Regions from separate parts of the Mus musculus genome. Here regions 1, 2 and 3 are each linked to region 4. A link is a contact called in public ChIA-PET and Hi-C data. All regions are on one chromosome and are shown on one strand. The core of a region is the stretch at or near the end of the contact, and the rest is flanking DNA. Distances in the headings are between cores, read along the strand shown.

Region 1 (2,773 bases), core at 273-2,772, 230 kb after region 4:
AGACTCCGGGCTTTGCTCCTACCATGCTGAGGGGCGGAGAGATTTGGCTTAGGGTTTAACTTCTGGTGCGTTTTGTTTACAAATAGAACGCAATAGTTATGCTGCTAACTAATAGCATAAAACTATGGCAGCGTTCCCTAGCTTCACGGGTCGTGCGGTTGTGTTGGCATGTCAGTGGAAACAAAAACATGCTGTGTTATCAACTGCATAGCTTCCTTGGCTCATTTTTAGGGCAAGTGTCAAGCACTTGAATGTAGTAGGTGTTGAACACTTGACTGCCAACCCGAGAGTGGAAGACACAGTGTGGAGACAGTCCCCACCCACCTGTGGCTCCCCCAGGACTTAGGAGGAAGGTCATTCCTTTTAATTCAATCACTTGGTTATCACACAATGTGGCTGCGTCTCCACCACTGCAATCGAGAGCCTGACCTCCGCTCGCCATGCTCTCTGCTATATATAACTCCTGCCTCCCCCAAGCACACAGAGAGACACGTGTCACCTGCTGCCCTGCCAGAAGTTATTTTAAGTTCTTCTAAAATGAGTTCTGACATTTAGCCCTTCATCCCTAAAGTCAAGAGAATAGGCTCTCAGTCAGACTAAAAATTGTGACCATTTACTGGTTTGAATCCATATGTGAACTTTTAAGTGTAGGGGAGATTATCATTGGGTGAGATCTGAAGTCAATCAAAGTTCAAAGCAGTTATTTCAAACAGTCCACGGGCATTTTACTGTGGTTAGGCTACATGAAAATGTTCACGTGATCTATTCAAGCTTAGGTCTATGGATATTCTTTAAATTCCTGTTCCACATTAGTTGATGTGTGTGTGTGTGTGTGTGTGTGTGTGTGTGTGTGTGTGTGTGTCAGTCTCAGCACCTCAAATGCTCCACTGATGTGCAGTATCTCCAAACTCCAACCTTCTTTTAAAACAGTAACCTATTTTGTTTAGAGGACAATTTACTTCTTTAAGACACCTCAGAACAAACTAACAAGAAGGAAAACCAAATATAAACAAAGTCAAAGAACCTTAAAATCGTCCTTTTTGTAGCAAAGTTTCTTCTCACAAAGAAACTCTAAAATCTGTCTTTTACAAACTTTATTGGCTCTGTGCCCCTCCGGGAAGGAGGAATGTTTCCCCTGTGCTAGCTGTGGCTGCTCACACACGCACACGCACCATCCCTTCCTGATCCACCCGCTGTCTTGTGAAGTTGAACAATGGAAAGCCCTTCTACCATTTGCTGGCGTCTGTAACTTTTGAACACTACAGACTACAGGCTACAGGCTGCCCCTCAGGGCTTGGGGAAGTGTTTGTCATACTTACCAGAAGGAAGGGAGCTAAGCAGGAAGAGAAAAGAGAGGAAAGAGGTGGTAGAGTCAGAGGAGGAGCAGCAGCAGCAGCAGCAGCAGCAGCAGGAACAGGCAGCAGGGCTGAGTTCTTACAAGGAGGGAGAAACTGCACACACACACACACACACACACACACACACACACACACACACACACACGCCCACAAAAGGAGGGGGCGGGGAAGGAAACACCCGTGACGCAGCAAGAAAGAAGTCTGCCTGTGCTTCAGTAGGTGTCGCCAGGGGAGTATCCTTTGAAAGAAAAGCAGCTGGTGAATTGTGAGACTCTCCATGTTTAGCCCTCTTTAAAATTCAAACCCAGATGAATGGCCTCCTGGTGCGGTTTTCTGACATTGTTGTTATTTTGGAACACATCAGGAGTGTTTTTATTTCTTGGTTTATCTCCGTGGGGTTTATGATTCAACCCTGGATTAGTTAGTATCAGGTTTCTTTTAGGAACCACCAAAGATGCGGTGTGGCACAGCACAGGAGAAGTGGCAGAGACACTAATTCTGAGGACACTGCTTTCTTGTGGTTGTTACTATTGTTTTTGCAAAGTTTGAAATGCACATTTAGGTGGCTTTTGGAACTGTGGTTTAGGTAGTCTTTGCATGTGTGCTGTGTCCAGAGCTGACATCTCATCAGCTTGTTCATCCTAAAAATGCCTTCCTAGGGCCTAGAGGCAGAGGTAGGTGGCTCTCTGTGACTTCAAGGCCAGCCTGGTCAATATGGTGACTTCCAGGACAGTCAGAGGAACGGCTTAATATCCTGTGTAAAAGAAACAAGGATTAGCTTGTTAGCTTCCTCCTAACTCATAGCCATTCATGGGTGCCTTAAGCTTTCTGGGGAATGTATTTCCATGTTTTACCAAAACAGATTTAGTCTTGGCACAGCATCTCTGAGAATTTAGTCACCCCAAAGACATCCAGCCCTTGAATCTGGCACTTTACGTGTAGAGGGGACTTGCAGATGTGGTCAAGGATTGTGGGGTGGAGAGTCATCTAGAATGATCTGAGGGTGACCACTAATCACAGAGTCCTTATAAATGAGGCAAGCAGGCTGAGAATCAGATCAGATCTGTCGATCTAAGTGGGGTGTGTCATGGAGTAAGGTCCTGCGTCGAGGAGCATAAGAAGCCTTAGAAGCTGGGAAGGCAACAAAACACTCTTCTCTCAAGCCTCCAGAGGGATGCAGCCACACCAACAGCTTCACCTCAGACCCCATGGAACTCATTTTGGACTTTGACCTCCAGCACTGTAAAGGAGTAAGTTCACGTTTTTTAAAAAGCCTCTACCTCAGTGTCAGATTGTTAAAGGGAATGAAACGGAAGCTAACGTGCACCCCACTCCCAAGTGCTTCCCTACTTCCTGAGCTCGGGGTGCTGTAAGTCACAATCACAGAAAGGGCTGAAAAGGGGTGCAGGAAAGGC
Region 2 (2,700 bases), core at 201-2,700, 160 kb after region 4:
AATGGATAAATTGTGGCATAGATTTGTATGTGACAATGAAAATGAACAAACTACTCCTGTAAGACAAAATATAGGTGACTATTTTATATATATATATATATATATATATATATATATATATATATATATATATACATACATATATATGTGTGTGTGTGTGTGTGTGTGTGTGTGTGTGTGTGTTAGCAAAAGAGGTCAGACACAAAATGCTTTTACAAAACATAAAACACACCTACTACCACACACATGCATATATAGGCAAAGAAAGCATTCATGAAGGAGAGTTCCTCTGGAGAAGAGGAAGAGAAACCTGAGATGCTAGGTGGATCTTTTACTGCTCCCACTATCATCCCCCCACTACAATCCCCCCACATCCTTATCCTCTGCAAGATCAGCAAGTGCTCTTAACCACTGAACCATCTCTCCACCCTTTTGAGTTGAGTTTTTAAGAACATCTTCTGTGGGAATTCTGCAGCTGCCACTGTCTCTGAGTGAAATACCTTATCAGGTGTTCTGCTGTAGTATTTTAGCCCTGAGACAGAACTGAGAGTAGCAGAGGGGCTCTATGATTGACAGTCCCATTCACACTGAAGGGAACCTGGGCAAAAAACTTCCTTTGAGGATGGGATGCAGATACCATATGTGTACTGTGTGCTAAGTAATTTTCAATTTTGCATACCAGAGACTTGGTCAAATTGTCCACTTCTTGAATAAACTACAACTGGACAAGCAATAGAGAGAAAACCTAACTCTCACCAACACTCTATGTCATTACCAATATTTGCCATCATCCTCGATGATATTAGATGTTATCAACATTTGAAATTTCTTTAGCCTAATGAACAAAAGTGATAGTATCTGGCGCCTTTTACTCATTTATATTTCTTCTACACTTTGTCCTATGTGGCAGAGATCTTACAAATGGTATTGAGGGCACCTGCAAACATGATGGTCTCTGTTAAGAAGGCAGCTTTACCACTGGCGTTATTTAGGATTGAAGTAAAGAAAAATAAGCAGTCAGCCTGGTAGTCTGTTTTACTAACGCTTTCACTGTCTACAGACAACACATCTCCTGTGCGTGGATCCACTGTCTGCACGCTTTCCTCTGACTGGTTTGCTTTGTTTAACACTCGGTAATATTTCTATGTGCATTCTGGACACTGATGTTTTCTCAATCTTTGTTATTGTATTTTCATTTTGTTTATTGTTTATTTAGATTTTCTCCCCATATCTCTAGAAGATAATCAATTCCTTGAATGGCGGGCTAGAGACATTGCTTTAAATTACTCCCTGATTGAGTTAGAAGATTCTTATATCCGTCCCTTAATAATGTCAGAGAAGCAGCCAGATCCAGCTGTGAAAGTACAGCCAGTCAATACTAGATATTTTTAGGAGATGAATTGTATCACAGCAAAAAATCTCCCCACAGAAAGAATGAGTCACGAAGATGACAGATTGCTGGTACGATTTGCAATAAACTCTGGCTTGCCACTTTCTGACTCACTGATTAAAGCATAAATGGATTAAAACCATTTCTCTTTGGCTTTTAGTTTAGGGAAACATTGTTACTATTCAGTGTTACTATTCAGGGGTTTGGTTATAACTGCAGGGTAGTGAGGCAGAGAGATTGAAGAGACTGTAATTTGGACTTTAACACTGTCACTAGGGTAAGAGACTGTAACCAAGGCTGAGCTTCTCTCTCCCCAAGGAAGACAGACATGAAGATAGCTTGCTTGCCAGAAGCCCCCTGCTCCTTGCTCCAGCTGTAGGTCTCTGTGAGGAATGGCATAGAGAATTTCTCAAGACATACTCTGTGCCTTCCTGGGGACGAGAGCTGTGCATCTGTGGTAGTTGTCACTGTGGGCTTGTGGCATGTGCAATGATGTAACAAACAGCTCCACCGTACTTGTGGCCTCACCCATCTGCCTGTTTGTTCAGAAGGTAGATAGCCAACAACACAAGAAAGAAAAGCAACCAAACCAAACAAACCCAGTAAGCTTTGTGAAGCTGTAAGCCAAGGAGGATTTATTGAGCAAATCAAAGGGCAGCAAGATGTGATCCTCTGAAAACAACCCATTAACCACAGGATCCAAATCACACCTTCAAAGGTGAGCTTTCAGTCCCCCTCCCCAACACATATTCATGTCCACACACACACATACACACTCACACATATACTCTGACACACACACACACACACACACACACACACACACACACACACTCACAGACACACTGTATACAAAAGTATAGCTATACATACTTATATAAATGTTAATTTTTATGCATATATAGGGCCACATCTGGCCACAAACATTCATGAACAACTACATGCATACTTGCACAGAACTACACATATGCAGCAGCACATATGATACACACTCATGCATAGACTTATACACACACAAAAAATAGTCACGTACTCTTAGAGAGCATTCATTTTCAGGAGAGTGCTCTCTACTTGGAGATTTGGGGATTCCATTTGTAACAAAAGTGTTTTAAAAGTTTATCTTTCCTGTACTGGGGCATATAAAGTTTGCGTGTCCAATGGGCCTCTCTTTCCAGTGATGGCCGACTAGGCCGTCTTTTGATACATATGCAGCTAGAGTCAAGAGCTCTGGGGTACTGGTTAGTTCATAATGTTGTTCCACCTATAGGGTTGCAGATCCCTTTAGCTCCTTGGGTACTTTCTCTAGCTCC
Region 3 (2,735 bases), core at 3-2,502, 170 kb before region 4:
CTGGCTGTGAAGTTTTTCAGAGACAACATACTTCCAGCTTCAATTAGAGCCCAGCGCAGCAGCATCTCCTTGAGTTTGGAAACTCATTTTAAAGGAGAGCATTTGCACGTGGCAATGGGACGTTGTTTTAAGAACAAGCATCGCCCAGGGATGGTATAACACCAAAGCAGAACGAGAACAGACTCTTCAGGACCTTGCTAGCGCCATCACTGCTGTGGGCTTTGTCACCAGGGAAGGATGCGACTTGAACTGAAGACATGGGCAAGGTAAAAATTCTAGCCAAGGACAGAGCAGAGTGGCTGGAAATCACCATGAGGCGAGGGGATTCTGTCTAAACGAAGCTAGCAGGCTCCTGCTGGAGACAGGCAGAAGATCAGACACCTTCCCTCCCCTCTTCCTCCAAACACCGAAGGATCAGGAACCCGATCAGATTTCCAGGGTGATCAAGTATCAAGCGTTGGGATTTGTTCTGAAATGACTTAGCAATGTTCTTTGCTAAGACTAGATTCTACCAAGGAGCCCACCCAGATGGACAAAGGAGAAGGCTCGGGAGCTGAGAAGGTAGAACTTTGTCAGAAAAGGAGCAGGCAGTGTTCAGAGACAAGGCGTACCTCTGTACTGCCAACTATTGTATCTGGACAGGCAGAGAGTCTGGAAGTTTGGGTCATTTTGTCTCTTCCTTCCCACTAAGGACCATGTTCTGAGCATCCGCCAACGCTCTACACCATTAGAGCAATCATAAAATATCCTCATTCACGGCTGAGACGTTTTGTAGGGATTGATGAAGCTATTAAAAAACCTGCAAGTTTATTTATCTATATTTATTTTATATATATATGGGTATGTTTACCTGCATATATGTTTGTGTACTACAAATGTGTATTGCCTTCAGAGGTCCCAAGAGGGTATTGAATCTTCTGGGACTGGAGTTACAGGCATTTGTGAGTCACCACGTAGGTGCTGGGAACAGAGCCTGTCCCTTTGTAAAAGCACTCAGAGCCCTTAACCACTGAGCCATCTCTCTAGGCTCCTCCCAAACAAGAAATGGTTAAGTTTAAAAGCAAAGGGGAAACCAGACTCCTGAAGCTGTCGTGTAGGGGGAGAGGTGGAGACCAGTGGACGTGTTAAGCAAGTCTTGCATGGAAGTTCTCAGTCCCTACATTCTCAGTGGCTCAGTTCTATTGTGTTTAAAGTCTCCCTGAATCACGTAGAACCACCACACACGTGATGTTATCACCTACGGTACCTTGTTTGTCTAAACTGCTCTTATGTCGAGAGCTAGCCGCAGTACATCTCCAGTGTACAGGAGAGTGTGATTGATGTGGAAGGCAGGAAACTGTTGTGGGAAATATTTAAAAGAATGGCAAGTTCCCGAGCTACACCCAGCTACTCTCCGCCCTGTGGTCTCGAGCCGCCTCTAGCTAGGCAGTCTTCCCTTCTTCAGTTTGCCAGCCTCCTAGCCTCCTGTACCTTCTCAGCCATAAACCCCTGTGGCTGATGGTCCCAAATTCCAGTAACCCAGTAAATCAAAACTCTAGAATCTTATAATGAATCAGTCAGATTTATATATCAATACATTCTCAATTCACAAGATGCCCACACAGTAATTTCAGAGACAATTAATGATACAAGCGGTCCACCTAGATTAGACAAATTACCCCAGTTATTCTATCCTCCTCTTATAGTCACAGCTACCTGTGGCTACTTAAAGCCACACAGAATCTGGATCGTCTTCCTCCTGCTCCATCTTCCTTCCTTCCTCTACCTGTCTCCTCCTTCTCTGTCTCTGCAACTCTTATGTCTCTTTTCCATGTCCAATCACAGGCTTCTTGTTGTACTAATATATACAGTGATAGGACAGGGAAAATTCTGCTACGGAAATCGTCCCTTGTCTCTTCTCCATTTCCACCGAGGCTTTACATACTTCATTACCTTCCCACCAGAGCCATTCTGTTGTTTCTCTTTTCTCTGCCCACAATCCCACTCTGGTATTAAATGCCCGAGTATTGCTGATTACTGCACACCCAGGGGCCTGAAGGTTGAAGGCATCTCAGGATTGGATTGAATTCATTCCTGAGAGTGTTTGGTGGAAGAGAGGCCCTTTTGACAGTAATTCTGCCCAAGAGATGTTAGCAATGTCTGCAGAGTTTCTCGGGGTGCTTCCCCCCCCCCATCTTATACTTTAGCAGGAGCGTAAGGATGTGCATGGGCCCTCTCCCACCCCATGGTCTCTGTTGTGTGAAGATTTATTGCTCAAATTAGTCCTTGGGGAAAACATTTCAGGGGACAAGACGGAGGAGCACAGGTTGAGGATGACAAAGTTGAAATGTAGGAATCCTGGCCCCGTGATGACATCATCGAGTCCTAAGTTTTGAAGCTGCCCTGATTAGGGAGTCTAAGTTGTCTTGGGTCATCTGAGCTCTCCAGAATGAGGCAAAAAGCATTTAGCAGTCACACAGATGTGAAAGAGCCCATCAGACCCACACACGTTGTCCAAGGAGTTCATCAGAGCTACGAGCTTTCCTAAAACGACCACGTGCTTATTCTGTGCTTCTAACTTGACAGCAGCAGCAGCAGAATCTGCCCTAATGGCTGCTGCTTCGTCCATGGGAGTCAGGTCCGCAAACACTGAACAAGTGTGTCCCATCAGACTGAAGTTTGTAAAGCACAGATCGTGAGCCTTGATAGCCACTTTGGCTCAAGCAGCCTGGAATAGCGTTGAGGAAACGGTTGTC
Region 4 (2,700 bases), core at 173-2,672:
GGCGAATGTGGGCGCGGCTCCCAACACATTTTAAAAGACATAAACTATAAATTTTCAGCTCCCTTCTGAGAGGAAAAAAAGAGGCCTTGAAGGATCTTACAGTCCTTACTTAGAAGATTTTGTAAGTTTGACAACAGTTACAGGACAGCTAACCACTCAGGTTCACATTCACATGGCAAACCTTGATCCTGTAGGGCAACTAGGCCACTGCTTGGGGAGAGCATGGACCCTGCACAGCTTAGGGGACCTGGCTACTCTCACATCCCCTGAAAACAGGTCTTTCTGACTATTACATTTTTAGCTTCTCACAGATTGTCCTTGGACTTCCCCAAGGCCTCCACCAGTCTCCACCCACCTTCCCAATCTCTCCTCTCTCTTCTCTCCTCTCTCTCTCTCTCTCTCTCTCTCTCTCTCTCCCTTCTCCCTCTTCTGCCCCCTCCCCTCCCCTTCTCCCACCCTGCCCCTCTCCCTCCTTAGCCCCTCCCCCGCTCCACCTCTCTCCATTCTCTACCCCCCCCCCCCTTCCTGGTTTCTGCACAAAGTCAACTTTCTTGCTCAATGAAAGTCCATTTTGGGCCTCTGTCTGACCTGGCCTTTTCCAGCCTCACCCAGATGGCTCATTCTCTACCTGTACCACCTTCAATTTCCAAGGGAGATTTGATTGGTCCAAATGATCAGTTTCACCATTGTTGTGGAGTGGCTGCTGTTTGATGAGGTTGACAAAGACTAGGCCACATTTGTGAGTGTGTGTGGGGGCTGCGGGGGGTGGGGGGGCTGAAACTCACTAGGTTGACCCGGAGTTCACAGAGATCTTCCTGCCTCCACGGAGGACGTCACCAATGACTTGGACACTTGGACACTCGTAATTAATTGGGGGTGGGAAGAGAAATTTCCCTCATGATTACATTTACAATTCCTATACAATAATTTAAGTTGAGTTTCTTTTTCAAAACTCTGGGTAGGGCAAGTACATACGATGGAAATAAAAAGAATTTGAATGATTTGAATGGTCAATGAAATGTAGGAAACAATGAAGCGAAACAAATGTATTCCGTCTCAAGATCTAGAATCAAAATCGGTAGACCTGGCCTTGAAGAATGAAGGTGTTTGCAAATTGAGTCTTTTTTACTTTATTATTATTATTATTTGTCTTGAGCCTAATGCTCTGCATACAGAACCCACGTGAGGCTCTGTTTTCCTAGGAGATCTCAGAATTTAGCACGCTGGGGGAGCTTTTTCTCTTGTTGGGTAAGATACTCTGTCAGGAAATGAAGATGCATTAGGCTGTGGGTCCTGACGAGTAGGACGAGAGAGGTGATGGTACTTTGTGTGTGCATTCCTAGAAACCTGCCTCCAGCTTTGGCGTTGGCGCGGGTTTCCTCCTCCTAGGCGTGTCCCGGGAGAATGGGCGGCCCCTTTCCAGACAGCACTTAGTCTTACTTGCCCCCTACGCCTCTCCTTGTCCCCTCCCTCCTCCACTGCAGCCTTTCTCTTAGCCCGGGCCACTTCCTTCTTCTGCCTGTTCCTCCCCAGGGCGCGGAAGCCGAGTACAGGGTTCAGACCCACGCAGCAGCAGCTCTTCCGTGAAGAAGGAAGCAATCGGAGAGGTGAGCTAGTCCTGGAAGGCGCTGGGGGAAAGCTGGACCCGACGTCTGGGAAGTCTGAGCCCCGGGTGGAGGGTAAGGACCTCGGGGTGCCGCGGTACAGCTAGAGGGGCCTTGGACACGCGCCCTTTGTACCCCACTGGCGGGAACCCCACTCGGCCAGCACACTTCCGCACTGGGCTCACGTGACGTTTTGCCGGCCGGGGGCGGACCAGGAGAGGGGCAGCCCCAATCGATGTTTGCAGCGGTGCAACGTGTGGGTTTTGCATTTGGCGTCAGCTTGGTTGGGTGGGGGGCTGGGGGTGAGGTTACGGGGTGCGGAAAGACTGGGGGGGGGGATCCCGGGGCAATGAAGTGGTGTCATGACATTGCTCTCTGCACTGCGGAGGGCAGGTGAGGAAGGGAAAGTAGGACTCGTGGGGCTCCCGGGCTGTGCCTTCGGGTGCGCTGACGGTGGGGGACCGAGGGAGGGTGAGTTGCGAAGACAAAGGGACGAAGCGCTTGTGGTCCCGGGCTCTGCAGCCCTATGCAGTTCAGGAGTGAGGGAGTGGTACACACAGACCTCAGGATTTGGGGATCCATATTTGGCAAGACCTCAAACTTGTAGGAGGAATGACCAAATATGGAGTCAGCTGGAACCAGCGAATAGGGACGAAGGTGAGCCTTTGACCCGCGCCAGCTGTTAGTGATAGAAGGGAGGCTGGAAGACCGCCTAGCTCGCGTGTAAAGTTGGCTGTCGGTTCCCGAGCAGGCGACTCTAGAAGGCTTTATTTCCTTGGCCTATTGCCTCTAGAGTTTTAAAACATAACTAGAGAAGGCTCCTGACATTCCTTTCCAAATGTGTATCGATGAAGCTTTCTAGCATGTGCCAAGCCCCTCTCCTTGTGAGACCCACTCAGACAGCCTAATTAGAATCTGAGACAGTTAGACAGGCCCGGCTGACATCTGCCGCTGCCCGTCTTCTGGCCCAGCCTCTCGCAGACAGGCTCATTTTCTTAGGTTTGCTTTGCTATGACCTCTCATTGTTCTTGATCTCTCAACGAAGAGAGGTTTCTCTCCGGCTTTTAGACTGCCCTGGGTCTATTGTATAATGTGA

Evidence for each region. A called contact is a pair of places that touch in the nucleus more often than the background predicts. ChIA-PET counts read pairs in DNA pulled down with a chosen protein or histone mark.
Region 1: a contact with region 4 is called in a Hi-C map of Sertoli cells, with 2.9 times the contacts expected there. The contact joins the promoter of Txlnb here to the promoter of Abracl in region 4. A contact is called at or near these places in 6 of 39 promoter capture datasets (the 3T3-L1 cell line, 3T3-L1-derived adipocytes, cranial neural crest and 3 more), 1 of 15 datasets of contacts at CTCF or cohesin (the NIH/3T3 cell line), 4 of 484 Hi-C or Micro-C datasets (B cells, Sertoli cells, embryonic stem cells and 1 more), 7 of 115 datasets of contacts at active chromatin or transcription factors (the 230-238 cell line, CD8 T cells, bone marrow-derived dendritic cells and 4 more) and 3 of 9 other capture datasets (adipose tissue, liver and macrophages).
Region 2: a contact with region 4 is called in a Hi-C map of muscle stem cells, with 2.0 times the contacts expected there. The contact joins the enhancer-like site here to the promoter of Abracl in region 4. A contact is called at or near these places in 1 of 39 promoter capture datasets (the 3T3-L1 cell line), 3 of 484 Hi-C or Micro-C datasets (liver, muscle stem cells and myocytes) and 2 of 9 other capture datasets (adipose tissue and pancreatic islet).
Region 3: an RNA polymerase II ChIA-PET map of memory CD8 T cells shows a contact between it and region 4, with 110 read pairs. The contact joins the enhancer-like site here to the promoter of Abracl in region 4. A contact is called at or near these places in 4 of 39 promoter capture datasets (hippocampal neurons, liver and neutrophils), 2 of 15 datasets of contacts at CTCF or cohesin (the NIH/3T3 cell line and embryonic stem cells), 7 of 484 Hi-C or Micro-C datasets (the Ba/F3 cell line, CD4 T cells, the N1E-115 cell line and 4 more), 11 of 115 datasets of contacts at active chromatin or transcription factors (CD8 T cells, bone marrow-derived macrophages, cardiomyocytes and 7 more) and 3 of 9 other capture datasets (adipose tissue, liver and pancreatic islet).

The regions. Positions count from the first base shown.
Region 1 is chr10:17,794,968-17,797,740 of GRCm38.p6, reverse strand. Txlnb (taxilin beta) reads right to left here and starts at 1,522. Exons shown (of 10, transcript NM_138628.3): 1 at 1,320-1,522. It overlaps Gm20655 (a long non-coding RNA gene), which reads left to right. Exons shown (of 5, transcript XR_871470.3): 2 at 1-2,773.
Region 2 is chr10:17,860,036-17,862,735 of GRCm38.p6, reverse strand. No RefSeq gene overlaps it. Among named protein-coding and RNA genes, the nearest start is that of Gm20655, 26 kb to the right of the region's middle. Within about 2 kb of position 1,450, at least 35 of the 459 cell types and tissues checked have an H3K27ac peak or open chromatin away from gene starts, as enhancers often do. A contact at or near this core is called in muscle stem cells, where this site is marked.
Region 3 is chr10:18,191,923-18,194,657 of GRCm38.p6, reverse strand. The region is part of intron 3 of Ect2l (epithelial cell transforming sequence 2 oncogene-like); the gene reads left to right. Among named protein-coding and RNA genes, the nearest start is that of Ect2l, 18 kb to the left of the region's middle. Within about 2 kb of position 1,252, at least 44 of the 459 cell types and tissues checked have an H3K27ac peak or open chromatin away from gene starts, as enhancers often do. A contact at or near this core is called in CD8 T cells, effector CD8 T cells, memory CD8 T cells and 2 more, where this site is marked.
Region 4 is chr10:18,021,974-18,024,673 of GRCm38.p6, reverse strand. It overlaps Abracl (ABRA C-terminal like), which reads left to right and starts at 1,422. Exons shown (of 3, transcript NM_028440.1): 1 at 1,422-1,607.